Regions from separate parts of the Mus musculus genome. Here region 1 is linked to region 2. Evidence: chromatin contacts called from public Hi-C data. All regions are on one chromosome and are shown on one strand. The core of a region is the stretch at or near the end of the contact, and the rest is flanking DNA. Distances in the headings are between cores, read along the strand shown.

Region 1 (7,063 bases), core at 3,432-5,931, 150 kb before region 2:
ATGGTATTTATATCAACACCACATCTTCTTTATTCATTCATTCATCTGTGGATGGATACATCTATTGATGTATGTCTTCAGATAGTCTCAGTAGTAAGATCACTTGACCATAAGATAGTTAACATTTTTAATTTTAGAGAACTTCTATATAGCTTTCCACAATGGCTTACTCATATACCCACTAACAATGTATAAGGTTATTTTTTCCCAATATTTCCCAACAATTCCTCTCTCTCTCTTTTGATATATATTTCAACAGTAATAATGGAATGAGATTGTGTTGATGAGTGAGAATCACTCCATTGGCTATGCATATGTTTGAATGCCTGATCCCCGGTTAGTGCAGCTGTAGAGAAGGATTGGGAGGTGTGGGCTTGTTGGAGTAGATGTGGCCTTGTTGGAGGAGAGATGTCACTAGGAGTAAGCACTGAGGTTTCCAAAGCCTACTCCAGCCGCAGTCTTACCCAGCCTGCTGGCTGCTGATCAGGCTGTAAAGCCCCAAACTAGCACTCTAGTGCCATACTGTCTGCTTCCTGCAATGTTGATAATGGACTAGCCCTCTGAAACTGTGATGAAGGCCTCAATTAAATGCTTTCTTTTATCAGAGTTGTGTTGATCATGGAATCTCTTCACAGCAACAGAACAGTGACGAAGACAGTGATAGTGTATCATTGTGCTCTTGATTTTGCGTCTCATTGTTGATGCATAAATAACACCGGTTTCTCATAGATCCATGATTCATCTCTATGCCTTGTTTGTGATAATTGCCTATTCAGGGCTTTTGTCCATTGTTTTTATCTGAGTATTTGCTTCCTGTTGATAATACTAAGTGATTTGTAGTCTTCATATTTCTTGGGTATTAACTGCTTCTCCATTGTTATGTAGTTTGCCATTAATTCTCGTTCTATGGGCTGAGTCTCCATTCTGCTGTGTTCTTAGCTATGGGGAAGATTTGTATATTGCTAGAATCCTACTTGTCTGTCTTGGCTTGCCTGTGCTTTTGAAGTTGTAGCTATAGAAATCCTTGTCCAGACCAATATCATAAAGTGTTTTCCCTGTGTTCCTCTAGTCTAGTCACTTCATTTTTCACACTTAACACTATTTGAATTGATTTTTATCTCATTGTTTTGTATATGCATGTTTTAGTTTTCATTATTTAGTACCAGATGACTGTGTATAGTCTGTAACTCTATGTTTTGATTTTCCCATGTTTCCCATACCTTCTAGATCTATTTGATAGTTATAATTATTTTAATATCTTTATTCATTCAGTGATTATGTAATTACTTGTTACGTTTTAGCTGCTTATTCTCTCTTATTATGAGTTGTACTTTCTTTCTTTTTATATTTGATAATATTTGATAAGCCGTTCAGAATTTTTAATTTTATGTTTAGGACACCAGCCATTTTATACATTCTTGTAAATATGTATTTGGACTTTGTCCTGGAATGGTGTTAAGTTACTTGAATCCAAGTTGGTCCTTTTCAGTTTCCCTTTTAATTAATTTATTTCCTGTCCTTGAGGTTTTTCCCTTTTCATTTGATATTTAGTGTCTTGAGAAGCTCTTATGTATTTTCCCTAGCGTTTCAGATGTTTGAGTGCAAAGTTAAACCTGGCCTCTATTATTATGTTTGTGTTGAAAGTAGAGGTCCTCTAATTGCTTTTTGAACATTTAAAAATCTATCTATCTATCTATCTATCTATCTATCTATCTATCTATCTATCTATCTATGTATCTATCTATCTATCGTTTACCAGTTTCTTGGCTGTATGTATGTCCCTGGATCATATGCATGGTGCCCACAGAGGCCCGAATCTGATCCCCTGAGCCTGGAGTTTTGGGCAGTTACTACTATCTTCTGTGTAGATGTTGGTACTTGAACCCATATCGTCTAGAAGATCAGCTAGTGCACATAACTGCTGAGCCATCTCTTCAACCTCCTCTGATTGCTTCTCTTTAAAGTCCTCTTGTATCTTCTTTTCTTCTCCTTTATTAGCTTTGTAAGCATTATCTTTTTAAAGTAGTCTCTAAATTTCTTCCCTCGGTCTTTACTGCTCCTCACCTTCTTTTGCTTCTTATCTTAGCCTTCCATCTAAAATTGTCTTTGTCTTTCTTTAAAATAATATATGAGTATCTTTTAACCATGACAAAATGCAGTTTTTGCTGAAGGGAATAAGCTTTAATGATCATGTCCCAATTTAGGATGCAAGACCATGTGTGCACAGTTATTTAATCTGTCTTCTTTCAGTCATATTAAGATGATAACTCTCTGTTATCACTAAAATATTATTCTACATCAAACTTATTTAATTTTCCTGCTTCTCATAGTCAACATTTTAGCTTATTTTTGCTTCCATATTATTTTCCTCTCTTGTTCCAAGCATGCGTTGTCTCTAGATTTCCCTTTTTCTAAGCTCTTCCTCCTACAGGTGTTTCTCCAGATGAAACACCGTGGCACCGTGTGATGTACTATAGCTCTGTTTGGGGGATTATGAGAATAGATTTTCTGAGTAAAGCTTCCTTCGTTCTGAAGGGACAGAGACGTGGTTTCCTGGTCACACTCTTACCTCTTCATACATGAGCTGTTTAAAGACAGCAGACAACTTACGCAGAGGTCACTGTCCAGGCACTGCTCTCAATGCCTAGCTTCAGCGATCTACCTGATCCAGATGTTCAGAATGATGTGAAGTCTACGGAGAAGATGACCCAGACCAATTAAACCATGTGTCCAAAGTCACAGTGCACCTGAGTGGCAGAGCTGTCTAGGGCTCTGCTGGATGGTTTTGGATGCTTTAATGTGGTAGTAAATACAGTAAAGGAACATAATTCCTTTAGCATAGGTCTAGGAAAGAGTTGCTCAGTGCGCTGACAGCAGGTGCCTGCAGTCTGTGCTTCCTGGTCTCAGAACATTTTTCCTGCATGTTAAGGCATTAGGCGTGCCACACAACTCTTCCACTGCGTTTCTGTTATTACTGAAATATACTTGGTTTCAAGGTTGATGTGAAATAGATAACAGCCCATTGTCATTTGTATTATTTTCGTCTTTACATGGCCTATTGTTCAGAATATAAGGTCAAATCTACTAATCTGTGTCTCTCTTCTTTCTTTCTTTGGAACAGATACTGTGGAAAATCCATCCCGCCTTCTCTTACCAGCAGCTCTCATTCAATAAAGCTGATATTCGTGTCTGACTCTGCTCTTGCCCACGAAGGCTTTTCCATAAATTATGAAGCAATTAATGCATCATCAGGTAACATTTCCTCTGCTGCAAAAGATGTTTAATATCTAAAACACACAAATACTTACTTGGAGTAAAGTATAAAGACAAGATCCACCCAATTAAAAATAGGGTAAATCTGTTAGCTAAACTGTGTGCTCCTTTAGGGATTCTGGACCTTAATGTTTATATCAGGGTTAGAAGATGTTTGATACAGAAAAGTAGCATCCAGTGCATAGCTACAGCTGTCACATGTTACCCCTACTTGCCAAGCATTCCACAGCTTGGGGCATTTTTCTGGGCCTGGACATATTCCTCTTGAGAGTCTTTTGTCCAGCCACCTTTGAGGTGTTTATCTTCTTACACCTGTATTCCTAACATAAATATAGAAAGAAAAAAAAATTCTTACTCAAAATCCCTAGCCAGTTTTTCACTTATTTCTCCTCTAGAAATTTTGGTCACTATACTTTAATCCAGGCAAAAGTAGTTCAGCTTCTGTGTTCTGGAAGCATGGCTTTAAACTACAAACTGCGGGAGAACTGTATACATTGATCACTGGTGGGATTCACTCTAGCAGGTGCCCCATTATCTAGCCCAAGCACATGTAGAGGTAAAGCGCAAGGATTTAAAGTATGGTGTGTTGTGCTATGTAACTGACATTTTCACTGAACCTTATTCAAGTGGTTAACAGCCAAAGACCAAAGTGGATGTCTCAGGAAATTACAGTGTATACACAATTTTCTATACTTCTGTAGTTTCATCTCTCTCATATGTTTGGTCCCAAACCACACCAAATATTCGATTTGGAGTAAATCAGTTGAACTCTGTGGAATACAATTTTCTTATCTGTGTAATTAAAAGATAAGATTTAATGATCTTTCAATGTTTTCTGGTTCTAATCTTCTGTGAACACAATTTTAATTTGCTGCATGAATAAACTGCTTATTTCTTAAATAGCATGTAATGTGGGCAGTACCTCCTGAAAATGTCATGGCGTTCTCTGCACTAGTATATAAAAATGAAGCATAGTTCTGTAATGACTGAAATGATTGTGTTATCACTACACTAGCTTGGGAGGCAGTATGAAGGGAAGAGACAGCTAGGAGCCATTAATATAAGCTGGGGATGAGGAGGATAAATTTAAAATTTAATGAAATTGTTCAGAAAGATAAAATTCCTATAAAACTCATCAAAGTAATAGGTCCAGTAGACAGGAAGGGAAACTGATACAGAGAGTAGGGAATGGAATGTGCTCAGTGCTAGCATGTGCTCAGCATGCATGACTAGGTTCAGTTCTTCCCAGTACTTCTAACATAAAAGAGGAAACGGAAGGGAGGAAACCCCAAGGGCTCAAAAAGAAGACACTGAAGGAGCAACTCCAGAGACTCTACCCCTGCTTCCCTGTGTTAGTCATGACTCCAGCCCCTACTTGGTCTAGACAGAGCAGAAATCACAGAAAAGAGAGTGCATCCTTTTCACCACTTGACTGATGACTATGTATCTACCTTTTTTTGAATGAGCTCATAGGACTGGTTAACACAGTCCCACCATTTGAAATAGCAATCAGATGATGAGACCCAGAAAGTCATATGGGTGGCTGGGTTGCATGAGTTGTTGAAGCTGGTCCTGTAGTAAAACTCAGAGCACAGCTGGCTCAGGAGACCAGAATAGAGGTGGTGGTGGTCAGGCAGTTAGCTAATGCTCCCAGGAGCTTGGGTGAAATGAGCTGCTGACTGGAAAGACAGAGGGGAGGACTCTCTTCAGCTAGCGTCTTCTTCTGGCTAATTTCTGTAGACTGAAATCATGTTGGATAAAAGCACCAGAGGACAGGCAATCATTGGCCTGTAAGCTATTTCCTTGTTCCAAAAGAAGTTATTTTTGGAGTAACGATGATGGTTTGGACTGCTGAGGTCTAGTTTCTTACCACAGCCCATGGACATTTCCCTTGACTCTGGCCTGCTTTCATTTAATAGAGTCAAATTTTCCTGATTTGAATCCCGTTACCCTTCTATCTGTAGTTCCTGCAATAAGTCTATGATGTCAGCCTTTAAACATGTGTTTGGGAGTAAGGAGATTGGCTTCTTGTTCATACTCTGACTCCCTCCCTAAGTATTTGGCTGCAGCTCTCATTCAAATATTCCTGAGAATATATAGAAAACAAATGATATAACAAAAGTAACGATGTTGGATAGAATCTCATAAGAACTCTTTACCACTGATTATGACATCCAACATTTATTAGCATGAAGTAAAATATTTGCATATTGAGATAATATAATTGGTATACTTTACAATTTAAATTATTATCTGATATCCTATAACAAGTATTACTTATCCACTGTCTTAATATAGAACTAGTAAGCGAAAACTTTACAAGTATAGAGAAAAGCATATCTATATAACGACTACTCCATTATTCTTCAAATTAATTCCTGATTCACTCATGACTATATTCATTAAAAATATGAATGAGAAAAAGAAAAACAGAGTGGAAATTATCAGAGGTACCATACAAAGTTAGACTTCTCTTCATGAAAACTGTCTAAAAAGCTCAGTAAGCATGATTGGATTTTATTTTTGTGACGTGTCTAGAAAATATAAGTACAGTCTTTCCCAATTAATCTTTGAATGGAGGCAATATCAGTCTAGAATGTTGAATCTGTCGTCCCAAGAATAAACAGCTGGCTGGTTTAAGAGCCAAACTAAGCAAACAGGCTTCACTATGCTGCCTGTTTCTGTTGTCATTCTCTCCAGGGCTACAGCGGAACTATGAGGAATGTTTCTTACATTTTACTAAGAGAAGAGCTTCAAAATTACCCAGGGAAGTAGCTAGCATGGTCCCAAGCACAATCTTATGAGCAAATATCCATATAAAAAGGTGAATCCACTGGGATTTCCTTCTGTCTTACACTACCGTGCAAGTTCTCATCAGTCACCTTGGAGTGAGCCCAGAAAGGGAAGGCAAGAAGTTAGGAAGTGATAACCAAGAGGGTCACAAGGGATTTATTTCAAAGAAATGGGCAGAGCACGTTCTGTGTCTTTTCTTATATCTCCGTGTGGTAAGAGCAATGTTCTCAGATTAGAATGGTCATTTTAAAACATCTTCAGAAAGAAGAGATTAGCTCAGATGTTATGGTTATAAGCTCAGATATCATTCTTCAATTAGAAATTCTAATTAAGGTCTTTGGTATAGTTTTACAGAACAATTCAAGCAGATCTAGTTGAATTTTGTCTTTATAGTTTATTTAAAAACTGTTATAAAAGATAGTAAAGAACTATTATACTCATGATTGCAGGTCTTATTCACTGCAGATTGAAACTAAGGCCAGAGAGTGTCTGCTGAGTGACAGCTTGATGCTGGCTTGAAGCAGCTTGGGCAGGTTTCAGGCTTCCCTTGATTGTATACCTCTATCTGAAATTTCTCATATTACATGCTCAAATATTTTTGAGAAGGTTTTTTTTTAAAGGAAATCTATTAATCTCTAAAATAATTTCCTCTAGTAAATCTTAACTTTTTTTAATGTTTCGTACAAATAACCCATCGATTCACTTCTAGGTTTTGTGTGTGTGAGTGTGTGTGTGTGTGTGTGTGTGTGTGTGCACATACACATGTGCACATGTGTCTGTTGGGCCTTAGAATGAAAACAGTGCTTAATTGGGGTATTCTTAATCCCTTACAGGTCTAAATTGACATTTCCACTGTAGAAAACTAGGGATCATAGGCTGAGGGATGGCTCTGTGGGTGAACTATCTGTTATGTATGCATGAGACCTGAGTCTAGATCCCAGGTACCCATGTAAAAAAGTAAAACCAAGCCTGGAAGAGCACACCTGTGCTCTCAGTG
Region 2 (6,699 bases), core at 1,194-3,693:
GCCCACATTTAGGGTGGGTTCTTTCAAATTCAGTTAACCCAATCTCGGCACTTTCTCACAGGCATGCCCAGAAGTTGGTCCCTTGGTGATTCTAGATCATGTTGAGGTGATATCAGTATTTACTACCCCCCTTTTAAATTGTTAAATGTTGTGGTAAAATGACATTCTATAGAAGCTAATGACACAGCTCTATAAGTAGTGTGTAAGACAGATTATACCAGTTCCATTGCTGAGTTATGCCTACTCCCTTCACTGCTGTCTTTGAGAGTGTTTACTAGGGGACCAAGGGGGGACATCTGCTGTAGATTAATGAACTGTGGCTGATCAATGACTGTTGAAACCATCGTCACATCTGTCCTATGGAGTTGTTTGGTAGCCATGGTACATAATATGGGAGATGTGGCAGTGAACGTTCCCCAAGGAGATGTAATTCATTGGGATTGGGGGGGGGGGGAGACTGGCCTGTAAACAGATACATTATACAACATGAAAACAGAAGTTAGATACCCTTGACGTAGAAAAGGAGATCAGAACAGAGTATGTCGGGCTTCTTAGATGTGAGCATGCCATGGCACTTAACAGCATCATGAAAGCTCACACATATTGTTGCCTCCATAAAATGGAGAACAGTATCAACAAGGCATATCCACAAGAAAGACATGACCAAAAATAAGGGGAAAGGACAGTGCTGTGTACTACCTAATCTCCAACTCTTGGTTAGTTCAGTCATCCTTGTGTTGAGCAACAGTAAGGTGGTTGAGGGCATCAAAAGTGTGGTCCTCCTGCTTCCTCTACCTGGAAACATGACACTGGTGGAAGTTTCCCAAGGTTTCTTCCTCAACTTGGTGCTCTTGGTTTTGGCAGATATATTTTAAAGTTTCCAGTCCCATCTGAAGAGAAAATTCCCTGTACTTACTATCCTATGGGATTCAGAAATGTGACTTCTAAACACTAAATGCTTCAAATTATTGTTGTAAGGCCAATTATAAACTCCTGAACATCAAACTTGCATAAAAACATTCCCTAGAGCTTTCTGGGAGCCCTTGTAATAACTCACTGGGCTTAACCCTTCTGCATATTATCAGGCACTGGGGAAGGGTGTGTGCCTCTTTAGGGACAACATCAGCAGACCCTAGGTGCATTGGTTAGGAGATAGCACTGCCACTAAGCATTCATGTACTTAGTTATTCATTAAATAAGTGTGAATTTCAGTCTACCTCATTATAGATATTAGCTCAAACATTTAAAAATGCATAAAGAGTAAATAATTATTACTGTGATACTTTGAATCTTACATGACCCACCAAAGCACAGCCGTTAAGAAGACATGGTTGGTAGCATGGGAGTCAGTTAGGAAGGTAGGTTACTGAGGACACTGCCGTTTGAAAGATACCTGAGTCCCAACCACTCTTTTCTATCTGCATCAGTGCTTCTGTGAAGTATATAACCCCCACCCCCTGTGTGTCCTTCTGTCATGACCTTAACACAGTCCTAGAACAACAAAGCTCTATAACTGTGTTGCTATAGAGATTAGTCGTGCAAAGACTGAGTCCTAGAGACAAAGTATATCTTGAGTTGACTATTATAGGCATTTTGTCACAGTGACACCAAGAAACAAGGCTTCTAGAAGGCAAGGTGTGCCTGAGTTAGTGTTCAGACACTAACTCACCACAGACATGCAGTCCCTGCTCCAGTGTTGTTCAGGGTCTACCCACAGCAAGAGATTTGGTGTTGGCAAGGAACAGAACAGAGAAATAATTTCAGGTTTGATCATACAGGAGGCTAGTAGTCATGCAGTTTGTAACTATATATTCCAATCAGTTACGCTAACTCTTACTTTAATGTGGTTGGATGAATATAGTACCAGCACAGGGCCACCTTCTACCCAGCCCTAGCTTGTCCTTGTCCTGCCCCTCACATCTACCAGTCTCTAACTGACGTTGGTCTTGTAAAGTAAGACCCAGGCTCCTCGGCATGAACTGGGTGGTCTTCCCCGACTCTCTCTCTCTTTTATAGTATGAATCTCCTTGATATTATTTGACAGAATTACCTTTTCTTTTCTTTGGTTTCTTTTTTATATTTTTCCATGCATATTTGTAGATATATCTGTAAACAGCAACACACACACAGACACACACACACACACACACACGCACATGCGCGCACATACGTTTATATTTAGCTCTTTCTTCTCACTATTTTATGAGCACCTTGAAGGTACATAAATGCTCTTATGTCTCTCCATATACACACTACCCAACACAAGCCAGGTACATGATACAAGTGAAAGCTTGTATAGACCACAGTGGTTGTAATGAAACCTCACTTAGCAGAAAAAGTATGTTGTCTTTAACTTGGCAACTCTTCTCTATAAAGTGAGGGTGTTTGACTACAGAACTTCACTTTTCTGTGCTCCTCGTGAATTCATATAGAAGAGACAGCACCATCTAGTGGTCAGTTTTGTTTCATTTTTTAATTTTGAAATTTATCATGTTCATTTTATAACATCAGTGGCCACACTACTCTGAGATTTCTGATCTAATGTGGTTCTGTTATGAACTCATATTCAGGGCTACAGAAACACAGAAAATCATTATTAAAGTACAATAAAAATTAACAACATAGACATAAAAATGAAAACATACTATATTAATTTATTTATTTATTTATTTATTTTTTAGTAAAGTGTTTGAGGGATATACAAATCCTCACTATTTCTTTGGGTGTTTGTAAAAATCTGTGAAAGCCATCAGTAGTTCTGGATGCTAGAGACACTTCTGAGCATAACTCCGTTTCTCTTCCTGTGAAACTCACACTTGTGCAGAGGGGGCGCCCAATCAAAGTAAATAAGCATTACATTGATTGAGTTTCATCACAGTAAAATAAAACAAGATGGTATTGGAGGAGGGCCCCACTGTGTGGGATTAGACTCTCAGGGGAGGTGACATTTGAGTAAAAGGTCTATGACTAGGGATTATCAGTCCTTCAAGAAAGACTATGTCTCCAAGGGAGGAGACTGTCAGAGGCAGCAAGCACTGGGAAGGGAGAGAAGCAACAGCATTGACCAGGGCTTGCAAGTTCTGCATTGGGTACAAGGTATAGTTTTGTAGGAAGAATAGACACATACTCTAGGTCATCAAACACCTGGGCACTACGGTGCAGAACTCTGTGAGTGCTCTGTGCAATTGATCTGTGAGCCATGTTCTGAAGAAACTGTGTCACATGGCATTGATACAATATATTTCGAAAGTGGAACAAAGTGGGGATGCTTATCATGGGAATGGGAGAGTTGAGTATGACTGGAATTTAGACTTGAGCTGTTTATTGAGATAGAGTAGACTCAGGGAGAATATTTTAGGGAAGGGTGATGCTGTGGTGTGTACATATCACTCAAGTACCTGTGGTAGAAATGTAAACCTTATATCCATATGCTAAAGGTATGGGGGGCTTTGAGGTATAACTGGGGTTAGATGAAGTCATGAGAGTGGGGTTCCTATCATGGGGTGAATAGTATCACCCCAGGAGAGGAAGAGATTGCCGAGCTGGCATGCTCCTGATGATCTTCTTAGGATGCTCATATGTTAGAAGGCAAGAAGGCCCTCATCAAAGTCTGCCCCTTGAATTCTGAATGTTCCTCAATCCTCAGAAATATCACAATTAACTTACTTGTGTATAAATGACATGGTCTATGGTACTCTGGTACAGCAACATAAAACAAACCAAGGCATGTGGGTCATAGGGAAGGGTCAAAGCACTTACCAAGAAGCGAGTAAGCATGGTTTATGCATTACACACTCTTAAGGTCTGGGGCGATATGGCGGAACAGAATAAAATTCTGTGCTTCTGTGGAATGTTGTATTCATTTTAGAAGGAAAGGCAATAGAATTGGCAAGTTAAATGTGTAACATGTTGACAGTAATACTTGTCCTGAGGAAAGGAGTCAGGGGATGTGGGCAGTGTTCACTTTAGGGAAGGCATTGCTGGTGGATGATAGAGGAAGAGAGACCTCAACAGACTCCATGAATACCAGCAAGGGTGGTCTGGGCAAAGGAAGGCAGATGCAATAGCTGGGAAGCTAGACTGAGCTGGGGATGTTCAAGAATCTCAATCAAGCAGAGCAGACCCCTGAGGTCTGTGTGGGAGGAAAAGCCATTCCATTAGGTCTGGATCACTGTTGTAATGGATGTAGCCTTTGTGTTAAGAGGGTAGGAAGCAGTTAGGCAGCTCCTGGTCTGACTTTATCTTTTTTTTTTTTTTTCCATTTTTTATTAGGTATTTAACTCATTTACATTTCCAATGCTATACCAAAAGTCCCCCATATCCACCCACCCCCACTCCCCTGCCCACCCACTCCCCCTTTTTGGCCCTGGAATTCCCCTGTACTGGGGCATATAAAGTTTGCAAGTCCAATGGGCCTCTCTTTCCAGTGATGGCCGACTAGGCCATCTTCTGATACATATGCAGCTAGAGTCAAGAGCTCCGGGGTACTGGTTAGCTCATAATGTTGTTCCACCTATAGGGTTGCAGATCCCTTTAGCTCCTTGGCTACTTTCTCTAGCTCCTCCATTGGGAGCCCTATGATCCATCCATTAGCTGACTGTGAGCATCCACTTCTGTGTTTGCTGGGCCCCGGCATAGTCTCACAAGAGACAGCTACATCTGCGTCCTTTCAATAAAATCTTGCTAGTGTATGCAATGGTGTCAGCGTTTGGATGCTGATTATGGGGTGGATCCCTGGCTATGGCAGTCTCTACATGGTCCATCCTTTCATCTCAGCTCCAAACTCCGTCTCTGTAACTCCTTCCATGGGTGTTTTGTTCCCAAATCTAAGGAGGGGCATAGTGTCCACACTTCAGTCTTCATTCTCCTTGAGTTTCATGTGTTTAGCAAATTATATCTTATATCTTGGGTATCCTAGGTTTGGGGCTAATATCCACTTATCAGTGAATACATATTGTGTGAGTTTCTTTGTGAATGTGTTACCTCACTCAGGATGATGCCCTCCAGGTCCATCCATTTGGCTAGGAATTTCATAAATTCATTCTTTTTAATAGCTGAGTAGTACTCCATTGTGTAGATGTACCACATTTTCTGTATCCATTCCTCTGTTGCTGACTTTATCTTAATAGCAACCTGTTAGAGGTGGGAAGGTTGGTTCTAGCCAGGAAGCTTTAAAAAAAAAAAAACCAAAACAACAACAACAACAAAAAAAAACCGTGGTGATAATTCAGGCAGCAGAGAGAATAGCAATGGGTTTAATGACTTTGAGGCCAGGGGGCTTTTGTTGTTGTTGTTGTTTATTTCAATTATATATTACTTTTCCTAACAGAAAAATATATGATGGGCATCACTGAAAGTCATTATAGCATTATCAATATAAATTAAGACTGCCTATAAGAACACCCACATATAGATCCGTAATCCATGGTCTGTCTATCACCATAGATATATGGTGAACTCATAGGTAAGTTAGTGCAAAATAGCAATTCCCTTATTAATAATTAACTACTATAAACTACTTTTTCTTCCAGATAGCAGATGGTGCAAGCATAAACTCATATTTAGGCGGAAGATTTTGTGGTTCCAGTAGGCCTGCCCCTTTTATTTCTTCTGGCAACTTTCTTACAGTTCAATTTGTCTCTGACATAAGTATTCAAATGAGAGGATTTAATGCAACATATACCTTTGTGGACAGTAAGTATTCTGACAGATTATGAAATACATATGTCCTTATGCACAGACAAGAATGCATGCATATTACATGTAAATTAATTACAGTTTTAGCGGATTATTAAACACAAGAGCTAGATTGCCTGCCCTCAGTTTCCCTTTCTTTGACAACGTCTCACTAAGTTGCCAGGCTGGCCTTGAATTTTATCCTTCAGCCTCAAGCTTGCATGAAGGTAGGATTGCAGCCCTGTGTCACCACGACATTTACTAAATCCTTAAAAGAATATTAACATGTTTCCTAGGCCAGAGAAAGATGTTAAAGACAGTATGTATAATTAGAGATGATTAAAACATCTACATTATTTTCTTTCTCCCTCTTCAGTGCCTTGTGGGGGAACATATAATGCAACTTCGATGCCTCAAAACACATCATCACCTCAGTTGTCAAACATCAGACGGCCATTTTCCACCTGTACTTGGGTCATTGAAGCTCCCCCACACCAGCAGGTCCAGATAACTGTGTGGAAACTGCAGCTGCCCTCACAAGACTGCTCAAGGAGCTCCTTAGAACTTCAGGATTCAGAACAGGTAAAGATGCCAGGATGGTGGCCGTCGTATTTGCAGACACTGCAAGTAATGAAGCCATGCCTAAATAAAGTCCTGTTACTTCTAGAATTGTTTTTTCAGTAGGAGACAAAACCTCCCTTGCTGACATACTAACCCATTTAAATGTAGTCCTGTCGCAAGATGCTTTCAAACAGTCCTATAGCTAAGAATCATCTGGGGGTCTTGTTAAAAATGCACATTCCTGAAAATGTCAAACTTTGTGGAGCTCTTTCATTTACTATTGTGCATTTAATGGGTATGTAATGTGTCACAATGGACACATGCCATATGAGCATAGAGATATTGATAGGAGAACAACCATCTGTCTCCCAGCATGAATAGAATATATGTAGTAGCCCCAACTTTATGTAGACTGTCTGAATGTGATAAAACTTTGAAATTAATTGGTTTAACAACTTTATT

What was found. Hi-C and Micro-C count contacts between places; a contact is called where the count stands out from the background.
Region 1: a Hi-C map of bone marrow-derived macrophages shows a contact between it and region 2, with 23 read pairs. The contact joins two enhancer-like sites. A contact is called at or near these places in 5 of 484 Hi-C or Micro-C datasets (bone marrow-derived macrophages, embryonic stem cells and muscle stem cells) and 2 of 115 datasets of contacts at active chromatin or transcription factors (fibro-adipogenic progenitors and heart atrium).

The regions. Positions count from the first base shown.
Region 1 is chr2:13,436,604-13,443,666 of GRCm38.p6, reverse strand. It overlaps Cubn (cubilin (intrinsic factor-cobalamin receptor)), which reads left to right. Exons shown (of 67, transcript NM_001081084.2): 22 at 3,122-3,252. Among named protein-coding and RNA genes, the nearest start is that of Cubn, 52 kb to the left of the region's middle. Within about 2 kb of position 4,681, at least 37 of the 459 cell types and tissues checked have an H3K27ac peak or open chromatin away from gene starts, as enhancers often do. A contact at or near this core is called in bone marrow-derived macrophages and heart atrium, where this site is marked.
Region 2 is chr2:13,286,540-13,293,238 of GRCm38.p6, reverse strand. Cubn (cubilin (intrinsic factor-cobalamin receptor)) reads left to right here. Exons shown (of 67, transcript NM_001081084.2): 61 at 5,532-5,694; 62 at 6,053-6,258. The region is part of intron 2 of Gm13270 (a long non-coding RNA gene); the gene reads right to left. Among named protein-coding and RNA genes, the nearest start is that of Gm13270, 18 kb to the right of the region's middle. Within about 2 kb of position 2,443, at least 11 of the 459 cell types and tissues checked have an H3K27ac peak or open chromatin away from gene starts, as enhancers often do. A contact at or near this core is called in bone marrow-derived macrophages and heart atrium, where this site is marked.